Regions from separate parts of the Zea mays genome. Here region 2 is linked to region 1. A link is a contact called in public Hi-C data. All regions are on one chromosome and are shown on one strand. The core of a region is the stretch at or near the end of the contact, and the rest is flanking DNA. Distances in the headings are between cores, read along the strand shown. Region 1 holds the start of LOC100282943 (Chaperone protein dnaJ 15). Region 2 holds the start of LOC100381936.

Region 1 (4,350 bases), core at 24-2,523:
AACTGATATCCATCTGGAGCCTGAAAAATGTTCTCTGCATTCGCTTGAAAAAATTATCACTGATAGGTTTTTTGCTGCTTTCTCATCAAGAAGCAGATGTGGGAACTAAATTCGTCATTGAGTGCACCTCGCATGAGTATTCGTCAGTTCAACTTTGCTGAGAGCTGGACAATGTGTTATTAATAATAAGACACTGATCATGAGTATTCGCCATTTCATCATTGCTAAGATCTGGGCAAAGTATTAGAAATAATTAAGCACTGAAAAATTGCAGCACATTAGCTAGCATATTGACTCACCTAGTTGGCCGTTACCAAATTCATAAACTACCAAATCAGGAACATTTTATTTGAAATAATCGCTTCACAGAAAACCCGCTTCTCGCTAACGTATAGTTTGGCAGAGCTCCTCCTCGGTTTAGCCTGGCAGCTGCTCTATGAGCTATGCCAAACAGGCCTATGTTAAACTAACGGAGTAGCGTCTGGGTTTTCCTCTCTTACGCTACCCAAATCAAAACACTCTTCCACCACACAAATCAAAGCAGCATAGCAAACGAAAAGGGTCATTGAAACCGTACTTGAGTGCGAGCTTCCGGTAGGCGGACTTGATCTCCTGGTCGGAGGAATCTCTGGGAACGCTGAGCACCTCGTAGGGATCCCGACGCACCACCGGGGCAGACGGCCCCTCCATCTTCCCCGACGACGACATCCCGGGACAAAACCCTAACAGATGTAATAACAAATAAAAGGTTCAAAAAATAATGCATCCGATCCCAACGGCCGGTAGTTGGACCATGTAACGGCGCCCGACGGTTAGACCAGCAGGTCGTCTGCCGGCGGATCTACCTTCTCAAGGCGCCTGGCGGCTCCAATTCTTTACGGAGACCGACGGCTCTAACTCTTTCCGGAGACCGACGGCTCGCAGCAGGGATGCGAAAGGGAGGCCGGGAGCTTGGGCACCGTCGTCGCAAGATCCGGATGAGGCGCGCTCGGCTGGGAGGACCAAGCCCCAGCAGAGGCGGCACCAGTTCGTCTGTGTCACGCCTGGCAAGGAGAGGCGCCTGCGCCTGGGAAAGGGAACGAGTGGCAGGTCTCTATAATTTTCGCCAAGTTGGGTCGGGACTCGGGATGAGAAATTTTTGCTCACCTCGGCGCGGCGCGAGCAGATCTCGCCGCGTAGATGGGCGGGCGAGACGGAGACGGCAACGGCCAACGAGGTTGGAGGAGCTAGCGGCGACCGACAAGGAGTGTTTGGTTTAGAAAGCGTTTGGTTTTAGACACTAATTTCAAATTTCTGTATTAAATACATAAACTAACACTCTATTTTAGTTTATCATACCAAACATATCATGGAAATATCTCCAGCAGCTACTCATACATATATCTATATTCGAACTATACTCTATAAACAATACAATATAAAGCGCAAAACATGGTTTTGGCTGACCATATAAGTACAATGTACAATAGTTCACTTATATGGTCACTTAAACATTGTTTTTGCACTGTGCATTGTATTGTTTGTGGAGTATTGTTTGAAAAAAAATTGTAAATCTACTCGAGCAAATATTAGAAAAATGATTTTTCTCGCTCCAACAGCTTCCTTATACTCTATCGAAAGAATTAGGGCATGTTTGGTTCGTTGTCTAACTTGCCAAATTTTGCATAACTTTTCTGCTTAGGCTAGGGGCTGTTTGGTTTGCTGTCTAACTTGACATAGTTTGCCACGCTTAAGGTTAGGCAAGTTTGACCAAGTTAGGCATGTGTTTGGTTTGAAGCCACAGTTGTGACAAGATTTTTCTCCTGCAGTGTAGGTCTCACTAGTCAATGACTAGTAAAATGTGGCAAGATTTCCTTAGGCAAGACAAATATGAGGCAGAATTTGAGCGTCTAACCTTAAGCACCTTAGACAAGTGTGGCATAAAATTGTGTGGCAATTTTTGGCACCACATGTATAGAACCAAACAGCCTCTAGTTCTTCAACTCAGACAATTAACCTCAAACAAAGTTTGGTATAGTTAGCCACGAACCAAACAGACCCTTAGCATCCCGCATCTATCTCCTCACCTCCCTCATATTTATGTGTAAGCTATTTCTCCACAATCGGCCTCGCTCGTATGCGAGTAGGCTCCCGCGATTTTTTTTCTGTCGCACGCGCACTTGTTGGGTGGGGCTTCGACGCATACACGACATAGCAGCCTCCTCCTCATGCTATCTTCAACCATTCTCCCTCCTAAATTATCATATTCGTACTTTATATTTATATTTAAATACCTCATTTTCAATAATTATTCCTTATATTTCTCTTTCTCTCCAACTATTCCCTCTATTTAGCTCTCCTTTACTTTTTAAATGAGCTATTTGCCTTTTATATATTAGTTTTTGGAGTTTTAAAAAATATTGTCATATTAATAGTACTGTAATACACATTATTATTTTGTAATTATACTAAAAATAGATTGATTTTGTAATTAAAGCGTTGATTAACAAAATGGATGGAGACTAGAACTCCCCCTACACAGGGTGGAATACTTCTCTCTCCCCGTAGAGGGTGCAGGAGGGGGCACCGTTAGACCCCTTCTCCCCTCATTTACACCTCGTAAGGAACAACCCGAGAGAGGGGGCTAGCCGACGTGAGCTGTTGGAGCTAGTCTCAGTGACGTGACGTAAGGAGCTCCTCGGTGATCATAAGTCTTGACGTCGAGAAGAGAGAGGTAACGAAGGCTAGTGGGATTTTATAGTTTTTAGTTTTTAAGGACTGTTGGAGTATATATATGATGCTTTGCTTCTAAAAATGTTTAGTCTGCCACCAATAACCATTTTTAGAGAAAATTTTTAACATATTTTTGGAGTTGTGAGAGCACCTAGAGGGGGTGAATAGGTGATCCTGTAAAAACTTAACACTTAAGGCCACAAAACTTGATTAAGAGTTAGCACAATGAAATCAAGTGGTTATAGGAGATCTCTTGTGAAATACAATAGACACAGTGAGAACAAGCACAAGAGACACGAGGATTTATCCCGTGGTTCGGCCAAGTACAAAACTTGCCTACTCCACGTTGTGGCGTCCCAACGGACGAGGGTTGCACTCAACCCCTCTCAAGTGATCCAATGATCGACTTAAATACCACGGTGTTCTTCTTTCTTTACTCTTTCCCGCTTGTGAGGAATCTCCACAACTTGGAGTCTCTCACCCTTACAATAAGAATCAAAGTGAAAGCACTAGAGTAAGGGAGGGAAGCAACACACTCAAATCCACAGCAGATACGCACACACACAACCAAGAATTTGAGCTCAAATGAGTATCACAAAGTTCACCACTAGAACGGAGCTCAAATCACTAAGAATGTCAAACGAGTGCGCAAAGTTGGAGTGAGAATGATCAAGAATGCTCAAAGTGTGCTTGGTGTTCTCCTCCATGCGCCCAGGGGTCCCTTTTATAGCCCCAAGGCAGCTAAGAGCCGTTGAGAGCATTCCAGGAAGGCAATTCTTGCCTTCTGTCAACTGGCGCACCGGACAGTCCGGTGCACCACCGGACACTGTCCGGTGCGGATTTCTTTCCTATTCTGGCGCAGCCGACCATTGAAGATTTGGGGCCGTTGGCGCACCGGACAGTCCGGTGCCCCCTTCAGACCGTTGGCCCGGTCACGCGTCACACGCGGATTGCGCGGCCGACCGTTGGCTCGGCCGACCGTTGGCTCACCGGACAGTCCGGTGAATTTTAGCCGTACACCGCCGACGAAATCCCGAGAGCGGCCTTTTCACCAGAGCCAGCCTGGCACACCGGACACTGTCTGGTGCACCACCGGACAGTCCGGTGCACCCAGACTGAGCAGAGTCTTGGCTGCTCGAGCCAAGTCTTTTCCAATTGTCTTTTCTCTGATTCTAGCACTTTGACAAATATGTTAGTACACAAAAACCAATGTACTAAGTCTAGAATCATACCTTTGTATTGATTTGCACTTTCTCCACCCTTTGGCATATACTCATTCCCTTAATGTGTGTTGGGCACTTAATCACCAAAATCTTATAGAAATGGCCCAAGGGCACATTTCCCTTTCAATCTCCCCCTTTTTGGTGATTTATGCCAACTAGGGCTGGACAAAATACTCGTGGCTCGTGAGCTCGCTCGACTCGTGGTCAGCTCGGCTCGGCTCGACTCGGTTCGTTTCAATTTTGTCACGAGCTGAGCTAACATCTCAGCTCGGTTCGTTAACGAGCCAGCTCGACACGAGCTCGAGCCAGCTCGTTAGCTCGAATGAGCTAGCATTTATATGCAAAACAAAATCTATATACGTATTGAATAAATTAATAAGTGATGAACTATGTTAATTTAAGGTTTAAATGATGT
Region 2 (4,341 bases), core at 1,418-3,917, 450 kb after region 1:
ATCGTCATTTCAAGTCAAGATAATGCTAACTTCTAAAGCATATGGCAAGATTAAAGGCAAGGCTGACCTCCAACAAAGTGCAAGCGGAAAATAAAAATGATTTCTGATAAAGACCTTCGAGTGGATTATTTTCAAAAATCCACTCGAAGCTCGGGGGCTACACCCATTGGGTGCACCTCCGGTGCACCCAATGAAGTTCAGGGTCCTACAATACGAAATGTTGATCTCCAAGGCACGAGTGTGAGACAGAGCACCAATTTTCGAGTGATCAAAGCAGAAGGAGACAGTAAGAAATCGTTTTTACCAAACTGCCCAGAAAGCATTTCTTGTCATAAACGAAGACTGCAAGCTGGACCTAGGATCTTTGGGCCGATTATCTCAAAATCAACCTAAAGATCGGGGGCTTGTGGGGGACAGATATCCCCTGGGTCCACTAGAAGGATAAAAGACCTCACGAAAGGCCCAAGGGCCCAATAAATCGTAAGGTCATCCCTTCATGGGCCTGGGGAAGAACGACCAGTGAAGCAGATCGACATAAGGCCGGATCGGTGCGAGCCCGGATGGCCCAACAACGTTGAGCAAGCAACCGCAACAGAGACCCGACTTTCCCGCGCTGGAGCCTCGTACAACGGAACCAGGCGAGGATAAGTCGACAGAACTATAGGAAGATAGACTCAATCAGTTCACTATCTCTTAGGTGCGCATTGTTATCACATCCGCATGTATTGCCTCACGGTCGAATATATAAGGCCTAGGGGGCACCCCTTCAAAAAGATCGATCTCATTACTCAGCCATCCACCCCAACTCTCTACTCTCTAGTGTTAGAGAGCTCCCTTGTAATCCACCACGTAAAGCATTCTCACCAGGACGTAGGGTGTTACGCATCTCCAAGCGGCCCGAACCTGTAAACACTGTCCATTGTTCCTCGTGCATCCGGCACGAACCATTTAGCTACAGTCGGCGACACCGTCCTACTCCTAAAAACACCTTGAGAGGCAACCCCGGGTGTGCGGTCGGACCCAAAACACCGACAGATACTCCAATATTGACACTAATACATATATATTGAGGTGAATTGGAGTGTAACTTAAATTAGTTTACGTTACAATCTACCTCAATATATATGGATTGATACCAATATTAAAGTAACAGACAAAATGGGAACAGAAGGGATGCCGCGACCGCCTCCAGCGTGCCTAGGCCGGCTCCGTGCTGGCCTTGGGCAGCGACCATGAGGGCGGGTGCGGTACTATGGTCAGATACTTTCACCGAAGGAGCGTGAAGGCACAGAGAGTTCTGTTGACCACTAAATTGAGCAGCGGACGGTCCGGCCCTGAGGTCGGACGGTCCGCGCGTGCGCAGAGCAGATTAGGGTTCCAAGTTTTGTGCTACGGTTGTTAGCTAGATTCGCGGAATTAGCTCGGAAATTAGTTTGTAAAGGGTCTAGCCCCCCTCCTCTATAAATAGAGAGGTATACGACCGATTTGTAATCATCAATCGAATCAATAACACTTCAATCTCGCATTTATTTCTTGTACAATTAGAAGTAGTTCTAGTTTAGCCTCTCAATCCCTAAATTTTCCGCTTCTCTTCGACTTTACGTCGATTAGAGGAGTCTAGGTCGGTCTGCCCGAGCCTAGACATCACCTAGGATCTCTCCTCCCCGACGGGGTCCCTCTCAGGAGCGAGATCTAAGCACCGCCGGCGACCTTCGCCGCCCCCTGCGCACGCGCGGACCGTCCAGTCCTAGGGCGCGGACCATCCGGCCGTCAGGCAGGAAACCCTAGCCCTGCACTAGGTCGCGGACCGTCCGACCCCTGGCCACTGATCGTCCGCGTCTGTGCAGAGAGCACCGCCGCCGGTTTGTGTTGAGTGTTTGGCGCCAAAAAAGGCGTCAACATGTTCATCGCTGGACACTCGCAAACGTTAGAATGGAGATCATATTCTTCTATACGGTGGGAGTTTTTTTTTTAAAAAAAAAGCACGAGCCAAAGCTAGGGAAGCTAGTTTTTTCTGCTTCACCTATGTAGTACAAAAGGAAGAAATGCTTTCTATCAAAAGCTATTTAAGAAATTGGTGTTTGCTACAGCTTACGATAGGTAGAGATGACAATGACACTCTGAGTCCCGATTTTCATATGGAATTCTTTGATTAGAGGATAGAAATAGAGAAGTTCTTACCCACACGAGATGCAAACAAGAAAAAATTATCACCCGATGCGTAAACTAGAATGTCGAAGCATTCTCCATTCCTGTTCCCCGTGGGGATTCTTTAAACTTACATGCGATGATGTTTTTTAATAGTTAATAATAAAAAATAAATAATTATATTATAAAGAAATCACTCGATGTACAAATGTGTTTATTTTAATTTATATATAATGATTTTTTACATATAACAAATGTGTATATGTGACAATATTTTACATCATAACAAAGTAAGTACATTCTATTTATAATTTAATCGGATACAGGGATCTCCGCGAATTTATATCTGCCGAGAATAAGAATAAGAAATAAATATCCTCCACAATCGTTCATGAGATCTCCGTAGCGGAATTTTTTCGTCGTAGAGACCGAGAGCTAAAATCCGACGATATATTCTTCGTTGTTATTCCTAACAATAAGAAGCCTAATAGAAGCAGGTAGGGAGAAGCACTGCCAAATGGGCCAAGCGTACGGTTGGATCATTGATTTATCGGACAGAAGCGAGCATCACAGCAGTAGTTGCCCTCGTTCCGTTACCGTCGTAATTCCTCCGCACCCGACCCGTTTCGTGTTCAGCAGACACCCCACTGCTCCCCGTCGCCTCCGCATCTCGGGGACCTTGCACCTCGCTAGCGCATCCGGCGACTTCCCAGAAGCTGTAGCGGCCGCGCCGGGCACTAGTACCGGCGCGGAGCCCATCACTTTCCGCCTACCTCGCCGCCGCCGCTTCGGCCGGCGGCCATGGCGAACTACCTCGCGCAGTTCCAGACCATCAAGTCCTCCTGCGACCGCATCGTCATCGCCGGTACGAACCTGTCGCCTCCCCTCTTAATTGCAAAAACATAATTCTATCCCCAAGGATCTGAACTGCGCTGCGGGGGCGCGATCTGGGTAGCTTGGTCCACCTGATCTTGTTGCCGTGTGATCTGGAAGGTTCCGAACGAGCCTAGATTCGTGCAGGAATGGCGTTACCGTGCTTTGTCTGGTTGTGTAGCTGAGTGCCTGCTCGTTGCATAGTGCCTATAGTGATAGTTTCAGAATGCTCAAGTTTTTTTTTCCTTTGCCCTCTTTAGTTTCAGATTGCTTAAGCTAATGAATACGTGAGAGATCTCGAATTACCATTTTGGTAGCTCAATCTTGTTCCTGCATGACGAGTTACAATGTCACTCTGAACGAACTCATGTAAATATGTTGTTCCATCACCTCCTTTGTTTCGGGGACATAACTCTGACAGTACGGACGAGTGTGCATCCACCGGCCTTACTGTGCTACAACCTGTGTGCACGGGTATCTAGCATGGATGGACTAATAACCCTCTAGGGGTTAATTCGGATCACAATTGAAGTAGACCTATTACCTATATAATTCATACTTCTTTGCTGTCCAAGCTGTTGAAGTGGTTTCAAGTTTGTATATTTCTACAAATTCCTTCTCGTATGTTGATTTGACTTTTGTAACAGTTGAAGATGTTAGTGACTTGTGGCTAAATGTCAAGGAAAGTTTTGAACAACGAGTGCCAGTGAAGAAGGCCTGTCTCAACAACAAGGCAAGGAACCCTGTTTTTGTTGAAAATCTTCCAGCTGAGTTTATACAAACTACTGATTCAAGACTGCGGAGTAGATTCCCACAAGAACAGTACTTATTCTGGTTCCGGGAGCCATATGCGACTGTTGTTCTTGTTACTTGTGAGGTACTCCCCACCCACATCCCCCTCTTGATCCTACTGTATGCTAATCATTTTGATTCATTTGTACTCGCCAAATGGCCATGTGGATGACTTTGCCATTCATTTATTTGTTTATATACAAAAATGTGCAGGACCTTGATGAATTCAAGACCATTCTTAAGCCTCGCCTCAAATTAATTGTGCAAAATGATGAACGAGAATGGTTCATTGTGTTTGTGTCGAAGGCCCATCCTAGCAATGATCAAGCAACTAAGATGGCAAAGAAAGTATATGCTAGGCTGGAGGCTGATTTCAACACCAAAAAGAGAGAAAGGTACTTGTTACAACTTCTTCACGGTAGTATTGGTTTGGAAAAAAATGCATGTGTTAAAGTTTTCCAATTGTTCCAACCCAGCTTTTCATTTGCTGTTATTTTGCAGTTATGTTTCCTTTCATTAGCTTATTTC

The links. A called contact is a pair of places that touch in the nucleus more often than the background predicts.
Region 2: a contact with region 1 is called in a Hi-C map of ear, with 2.9 times the contacts expected there. The contact joins the promoter of LOC100381936 here to the promoter of LOC100282943 in region 1. A contact is called at or near these places in 9 of 25 Hi-C or Micro-C datasets (bundle sheath, ear, endosperm and 2 more).

The regions. Positions count from the first base shown.
Region 1 is chr3:131,018,899-131,023,248 of Zm-B73-REFERENCE-NAM-5.0, forward strand. LOC100282943 (Chaperone protein dnaJ 15) reads right to left here and starts at 1,274. Exons shown (of 13, transcript NM_001155848.2): 1 at 1,147-1,274; 2 at 846-1,066; 3 at 578-722. The coding sequence starts at 708.
Region 2 is chr3:131,467,995-131,472,335 of Zm-B73-REFERENCE-NAM-5.0, forward strand. LOC100381936 reads left to right here and starts at 2,668. Exons shown (of 21, transcript NM_001350018.1): 1 at 2,668-3,013; 2 at 3,669-3,898; 3 at 4,027-4,208. The coding sequence starts at 2,950.